Regions from separate parts of the Zea mays genome. Here region 1 is linked to region 2. The links are chromatin contacts, called in public Hi-C maps. All regions are on one chromosome and are shown on one strand. The core of a region is the stretch at or near the end of the contact, and the rest is flanking DNA. Distances in the headings are between cores, read along the strand shown.

Evidence for each region. A called contact is a pair of places that touch in the nucleus more often than the background predicts.
Region 1: a Hi-C map of ear shows a contact between it and region 2, with 1.9 times the contacts expected there. The contact joins the promoter of LOC100283091 here to the promoter of LOC103653544 in region 2. A contact is called at or near these places in 3 of 25 Hi-C or Micro-C datasets (ear, leaf mesophyll and tassel).

Annotation. Positions count from the first base shown.
Region 1 is chr4:100,095,507-100,098,620 of Zm-B73-REFERENCE-NAM-5.0, reverse strand. LOC100283091 reads left to right here and starts at 1,289. Exons shown (of 5, transcript NM_001412293.1): 1 at 1,289-1,952; 2 at 2,361-2,599. The coding sequence starts at 1,739.
Region 2 is chr4:99,148,233-99,151,208 of Zm-B73-REFERENCE-NAM-5.0, reverse strand. It overlaps LOC103653544 (protein MEI2-like 4), which reads left to right and starts at 1,529. Exons shown (of 15, transcript NM_001329435.1): 1 at 1,529-1,962; 2 at 2,569-2,674; 3 at 2,851-2,893. The coding sequence starts at 2,570.

The DNA of each region.
Region 1 (3,114 bases), core at 40-2,539, 950 kb before region 2:
AGCAGCCCCTGGCGCTGAAGCTTTCTTTGGTGGCATGACGAAGGTCAGTGCTTGTCGAAGGTGGTCGAAAAGGGTTCACCGGAGGTGGGCGCCAATGTTGGGGACTTGTTCTCAAATGCTATGAGTTAAGAACAAGGCAACATAAAATGTTAAAAGTTAATGTCCTTCGTCCTTCGAAGCATTATTTCTCTTAGGATATAATGATCTTCAGATGAAGGTCATGAAGGATATACCTTCATCATCGCGATATATGTTAATAAAAGGAGAAGCATATGAAATATAAGAGACAACATAAACGATTATATAACATTATCAATTCATTCTCATCTCATTATATTATCATGAAAAAGTAAAGACAATATTGAATGACATATGTACCTTCGACTTGACAGAAGGTAAAAGTACAAGCGTGACGCACGAGCAAGTACAGGTCAGCGTGAACAGTACGGGGGTACTGTTCATCTATTATAGGCACAGGACGCGGCCTGTGAGAAATTACATACATGCCCTTTACACTTATTATTGACTTATATACAATTCTATAAGGACTAGATAGCCTTTTCCCCTTTAAGTCGGTTCCTTTTTCCGCCATTTAGCCGAAGCTCCCTTGCGTGTAGCTTCGGAGCAATTCCAACCTTCGTCACGATCATGTTCTTTACATCGTTCATGCTTTTAGCCCGAGTCCGAAGGTACCTATTCATATGTCACACTTGAAAGATATTGTTAAATCACGTTTTTGAGGACCTTCGGAGGACGAAGCCCCCAACAAATATAATGAGGATGAATTGATAATGTTATGTGATCGTTCATGTTGTCTTTTATGTTTCATATACTTCTTCACTTATTAACACATACTACGATGATGAAAGTATGCCCTTCATGACCTTCGTCTGAAAATCATTATATCCTAAATGAGATAATGTTTCGAAGGACGAAGGACATTAACATTTAACATTCTGGGTTGTCTTGTTCTTAATTCATAGCATTTGAAAACAAGTCCCAAACAAATCCAACACCAAATTAACATAATTTATTATGTACTAGTTCATTCAACATAAGTGAAGACTTTGTTTTCTTGACAAATGTAGCCCAATCGAGCTAATGATCTGGTTTGATCTCGGTTCATTAATAAATTGAGCTTAGATGTTAGTTTAGCTTGTGACAAAATTGAAACAAGTTGAGCCGAAATGACCATACATATATTTTAGAGTGTTGATTTAAGATTATAACATACCTAGATTATATAATCCAATAAATTTTAAACTAATACTTAATTCAAAATTTATTAAATTAGGTAATCTAGACAGATTATAACAAACACCCTCCTTGTCCCGCCCCATAAAAAATGGTTAACAAAGTGAAGTACGTATCCCGCACCCCAGTCTGAACACGGGCAAAACCGCGTGTTGGACGGCTGCCTTGCCCCTCCCCGCGCCGCGAATACACTCGAGGGCCAGCCGAGCCCAGTGCCCGAGTCCACCTTCCCTGAATTCCTGTTCGCTACCTTCGCTTCCGCTCCAAAAACCAAATAAAAAACGCACCTTTCCTTCCCTTCTCCTCCCCTTCGCTTTCCCCCGTCCTCCCTTCCCTCGATCCCCTCGCCGGAAAAGATCCCATTCCATCCACCTCCACGTCCCGGCGCAATCAGAGTTTCCGGCGGCAAAGCAGGAAGGCGGAAGCGAAAGGAATGTTGCACCTTTAAGTAGCGCGGCGACCTGGTGTTTCTTCCTGGCCGGCGATGGGCTGCTTCCCGTGCTTCGACTCCCCGGCAGATGAGCAGCTTAACCCCAAATTCGGTGGCGCCGGTGGGTACGGCGGCACGTCCTCTGCCGTCGCGGCGTACGGAAACGGCACAGGCGCCGGCGTCAGCATCGGCCGGCACGGGGACAGGGGGTACCCGGACCTGCAGCAGGCGCCCATGGCGGCTCCGCGCGTCGAGAAGCTCTCAGCAGGTGCGCGACGTGCTCCGCGCTGAGCTACGTGTTCCACGGTTTGGGGTGGGTGGGTGGACTGGATCCCGGCAAGGTGGTTGATCTCCCGCGTGGTGGTTCAACCGCACCGGGCCTGCCTGATCTGATTTAGTAGTGCTCCGTGTAGCTTGTGGCCATCTTTGCGTGTTGAATTAGCGTCAGGTTCTCGATAGGTAAAGGGAAAAGAAGTAGGAACTTTCTATTGTTAGTTATTGCAAATTAGGTTCATTTACTACCTTAGGCCTCGGAGAGATGTAAAGGTTGTGGGGTGATAAACTCGTGGACTGATGCAACCAGGACATGCTATTTTGAATAGTGATTCTCTTTTGTCTGAGTCGGACTGCTGATGAGCTTACTGAATCTACCTCTTGTACTTGTCTATGTGTGCAGCGGCTGAGAAAGCAAGAGTAAAGAGCAATGGGCTCACCAAAGAGGCTTTGGTGCCAAAGGATGCCAATGGCAATGCCATCTCAGCGCAAACTTTCACCTTCCGTGAGCTTGCTACCGCCACCAGGAACTTCAGGCCCGAGTGCTTCCTGGGAGAGGGAGGTTTTGGACGTGTTTACAAGGGCCGCCTTGAGAGCACAGGCCAGGTAACTTTTGAGTTCAGCAGGTGCGACCTATCTGCGGTGAGATAATAGTGCTATTAGCAAATTGCACTGTTGTAGAATTGGGACTTTGTTTTACCCACAGATTTCATGTAGTCCATGTTTGAAATAGTAGCTGTTCAGTGTAGAGCTGTTTTGCTTTATTTTTGTCTTTTGACAGTAGACTAGAAGATTTGGCACTGCTAGTTTTAGTATCTGTTCAATGGAGCTTGCATACCTTATGTTTTTGTCGTTTGCTAGTTTACTGAAAGCAGTCCATGTTAAAGCTGTCCAAATGTTTCATACCTTAGACTGTCTCCAGCAACGTCCTCTATATACATCCTCTATATCCGTCCTTTACAGTATTCTCTAAAACATTCTATCTCATATATCTACTTTCTCTTCAACAACGTCCTCTATATGTAAATACCTATATTAAAGACATTTTTTAATTTTTATACATACGTATTTGTCATACTCTTAAATGTATTGTACATATTTTAGTTTTACTAAACCGGTTGTTTAAAGTATTCAAATAGATAGAGAACCGTTTAGAG
Region 2 (2,976 bases), core at 280-2,779:
CAAATACTAAGAACAGAGTGTACCCTGTGGAGGGACCGATGTTGCAAGGCATCAGTGGCTCTATTCACACGAGACATCTCATGTGTATGTTCGATGTAGTCATACGCAGTCGATGTAGACAGATGTACGTAGTGCAGTCCCTCGAACGACGCCGGCGACGAGGAACTTGATCAGCGTTGATTCAGCGGACGAAGCGAGCAGTCGTGAGTACGCTCCCCAAAAACCTAATCGTCCGCACACCTGTGCAAGTAACAGACAGCGATTTCGGAGGCCTGCTCTCCCAAACTCTCTGTGCTCGCAGAAGGTGGGACGAGAATGGCTGTGTGCAACGCGTCTGAGACTCTACGTGCGTACTGTGAATAGAAGCAGCCTCCACTCCTCCATATAAGTACACGCGCAGAGGGAGGTGAACAGACAGTAACAGTCACCATCAGAGCTACCGTTATAGACAGCCAGAAATTGATACCATTAGTGACGTCCGTTACTAGCCGACAACCATTACAGCCCGTCCGTTATAGCCATAACACAGGAAACAACCAGTAACAGACGATAATAATGGACTGTCATTACTCTAGGCAAAATATGCAACCCTTAGGACGGAATATTCGGATCAAAGTCCGATCCACCACGGCCCCGCCGGCGGCGGCGCGCGCGCATGATAGTCCTTCATCATTTTCTCAGCTTTATCAATAGATGCACCAATGATACTTCTATTTAAGTTGATTGAATTGTCACTTGAACTTCCGGTATGGTACTAAAGTACTAGTACACTGTAGCATTAAAATGAGCCTTTAACATTAACTATTATTGAATATTAATTTGTGCCAGACCCACATTAATTCAACAGTCGTTGCAACTAGCCATTTTTGGATCCAAAAAATTTAAAAAAATTGCAAAAACCACAAATTTCACCCCAATCTCTTTAGAAATACCCTACGCGGATGGAGCTCGTTACACAAACCATTCCATTATGTTGTGCGATTTCTGAGCGTTCAAATAAACGTGCGTGAATTACTTAATTCTGAAATAAAAAAGCTATAGAGGCTGTAGTCTGCTACAATCTATGTACTAGAGCATTAGAGATGAAGTGAAGTCGAGAGCTGATATGATATGGACGAGAGGAGGATGCTGCACTAGAACGAGGCTAATCCAAGCAGTGAGTGAGAGGAGAACAATCTGGCGCAAGCAAGCAAGCAGCAAGGCTTGCCGCCCGTCCTAACCAACTCAGCCCAAAGCCGTCGCCTCCCCCAACTCCCACCACCCAAATTTGAACCCACCGCACACCAATGCACCGCTCTCTTCCGTCGATCCCACTGCAGTACTGGTCCCACCCCTGTATCAAGTCACTGACAAGACAGCCCGCCTAGAGTGGGCCACATCTCGTCAGTTTCAGGTGGTATGAACAAGCCCCAGGACAGCCGCGCGCGCCGCGGTCCCGTGCTCCGCGGTGGCAGTCACCGGGCGTAACCGCAGGGTACGGTATAAAGGGCGTGCCGCCCGTCTCTTGCCGCCCGCATTTGGGTAGGTAGTTGCTGTTCCCCTGCGAGGCCCGCGTCTCCCCTTCGTCTCAACACCCACCGCCTCCTCGCCGGAGCCAGTAAGCTTCCGGCGAAGAAATCCGGCGGGCACATCACAAGGGGGCCGAGCAGGGGGACCTAGGCGAGCGCCGGAATGGGGGCCAGCGCCCGGGGGCTCGCCGTCGTCGTGGCTCTAGGGTTAGATAGGTGTCCGTAGCTTTTTTCTTCGCTCGCCCTCCCCCACGCGGCCAGGGTGTGCAGCCCCGGCGTCGCATTGGGTCCCGGGACGACCGTAAGGCCGCGTGATCCACCCGTGCTCGAGCTCGGACAGGGTCCCGGTTGCGTGGCATGGGGGCATCTCTTCCGCCTGCTCCCGCTGCCTGCGAGTTTGGCACCGTTTTTGAGCTCTGAAGAGGAGGAGGTGGTGGCAGCAGGCACCGATCTGGTGAGCCCCCACTCGCTTTCCGTTCTCTACATGGATGGTTTCTGTTTGGGATGTTTCAATTTTGGGAAATTTTGAAAGCTCTCGTATAAGTCGTTTTGTTTCGTGGGTGTCCTTGCTTGCTGTATGTAACCTGAGCTTGAATTCGGGGTCTGACAATTATTTTGGGTTGTGTTCTGCCGGGAATTCCTCGTTTTATTTTGATGGTTTCTTTGATCACTAGGGACTTGCTGGTTTGGAGCTCGTAGAGCCCGAGGCGCATTAAATTTTACATCTTCTGTGCTGTCGTATTGGGGGAAATTAAACATTTCTCTCAAATTTGTGGGATTCGCACTCTGGTTTGTCAAACCTACTGGTTCTGATTCAGAAGTATTGACTTTGGAAGCTCACACGAGCTAAAATCCGCCTTTTTCTCTGCTGCCCTGTGGCTCGGTTGTCATGGATTGACAGATTTCTGCCCGTAAAATTGCTCCTATTCGTCATGTTAACCCCTCGACACTTCATCTTTTCCGCAAGTTTTATTAATTTTGCGTTGATCCTGGGCAATTGAGATACGGTGCTGTTGTCTAGGTTTGTGCCTAACACGTTATATGGTCTGGACGCCTGCAGGATGCCATTTCAAGTCATGGATCCGAGGCACCACCTCTCCCAGTTCACCAATACAACCGTAGCTGCGTCCTCCTTCTCTGAGGAGCAGCTTCGCCTTCCCACAGAGGTAATAATCTGCAGTTGCAGAATTGTTGCCCTATTTATTGTTTTCTGTTTTTGTTAGTTTATGATAAGGCTAGTGGTGTCTTTATTGTTTTAGTTCATGTTTGATACCTACCATGTTGTCACTCGATTTTCTGGATATCTATGACATGCACTAATTTTTTTAATCTATCTTTGCAGAGGCTGGTGGGTTTTTGGAAGCAGGAGTCGTTGCATCACATTGGTGAGTACTTAATTTGATTCAATACCCCTTAGCTTTTTGCTCATTTCCATGCAAAGAATGCTCTTTGGCTGCAAAAATCCACA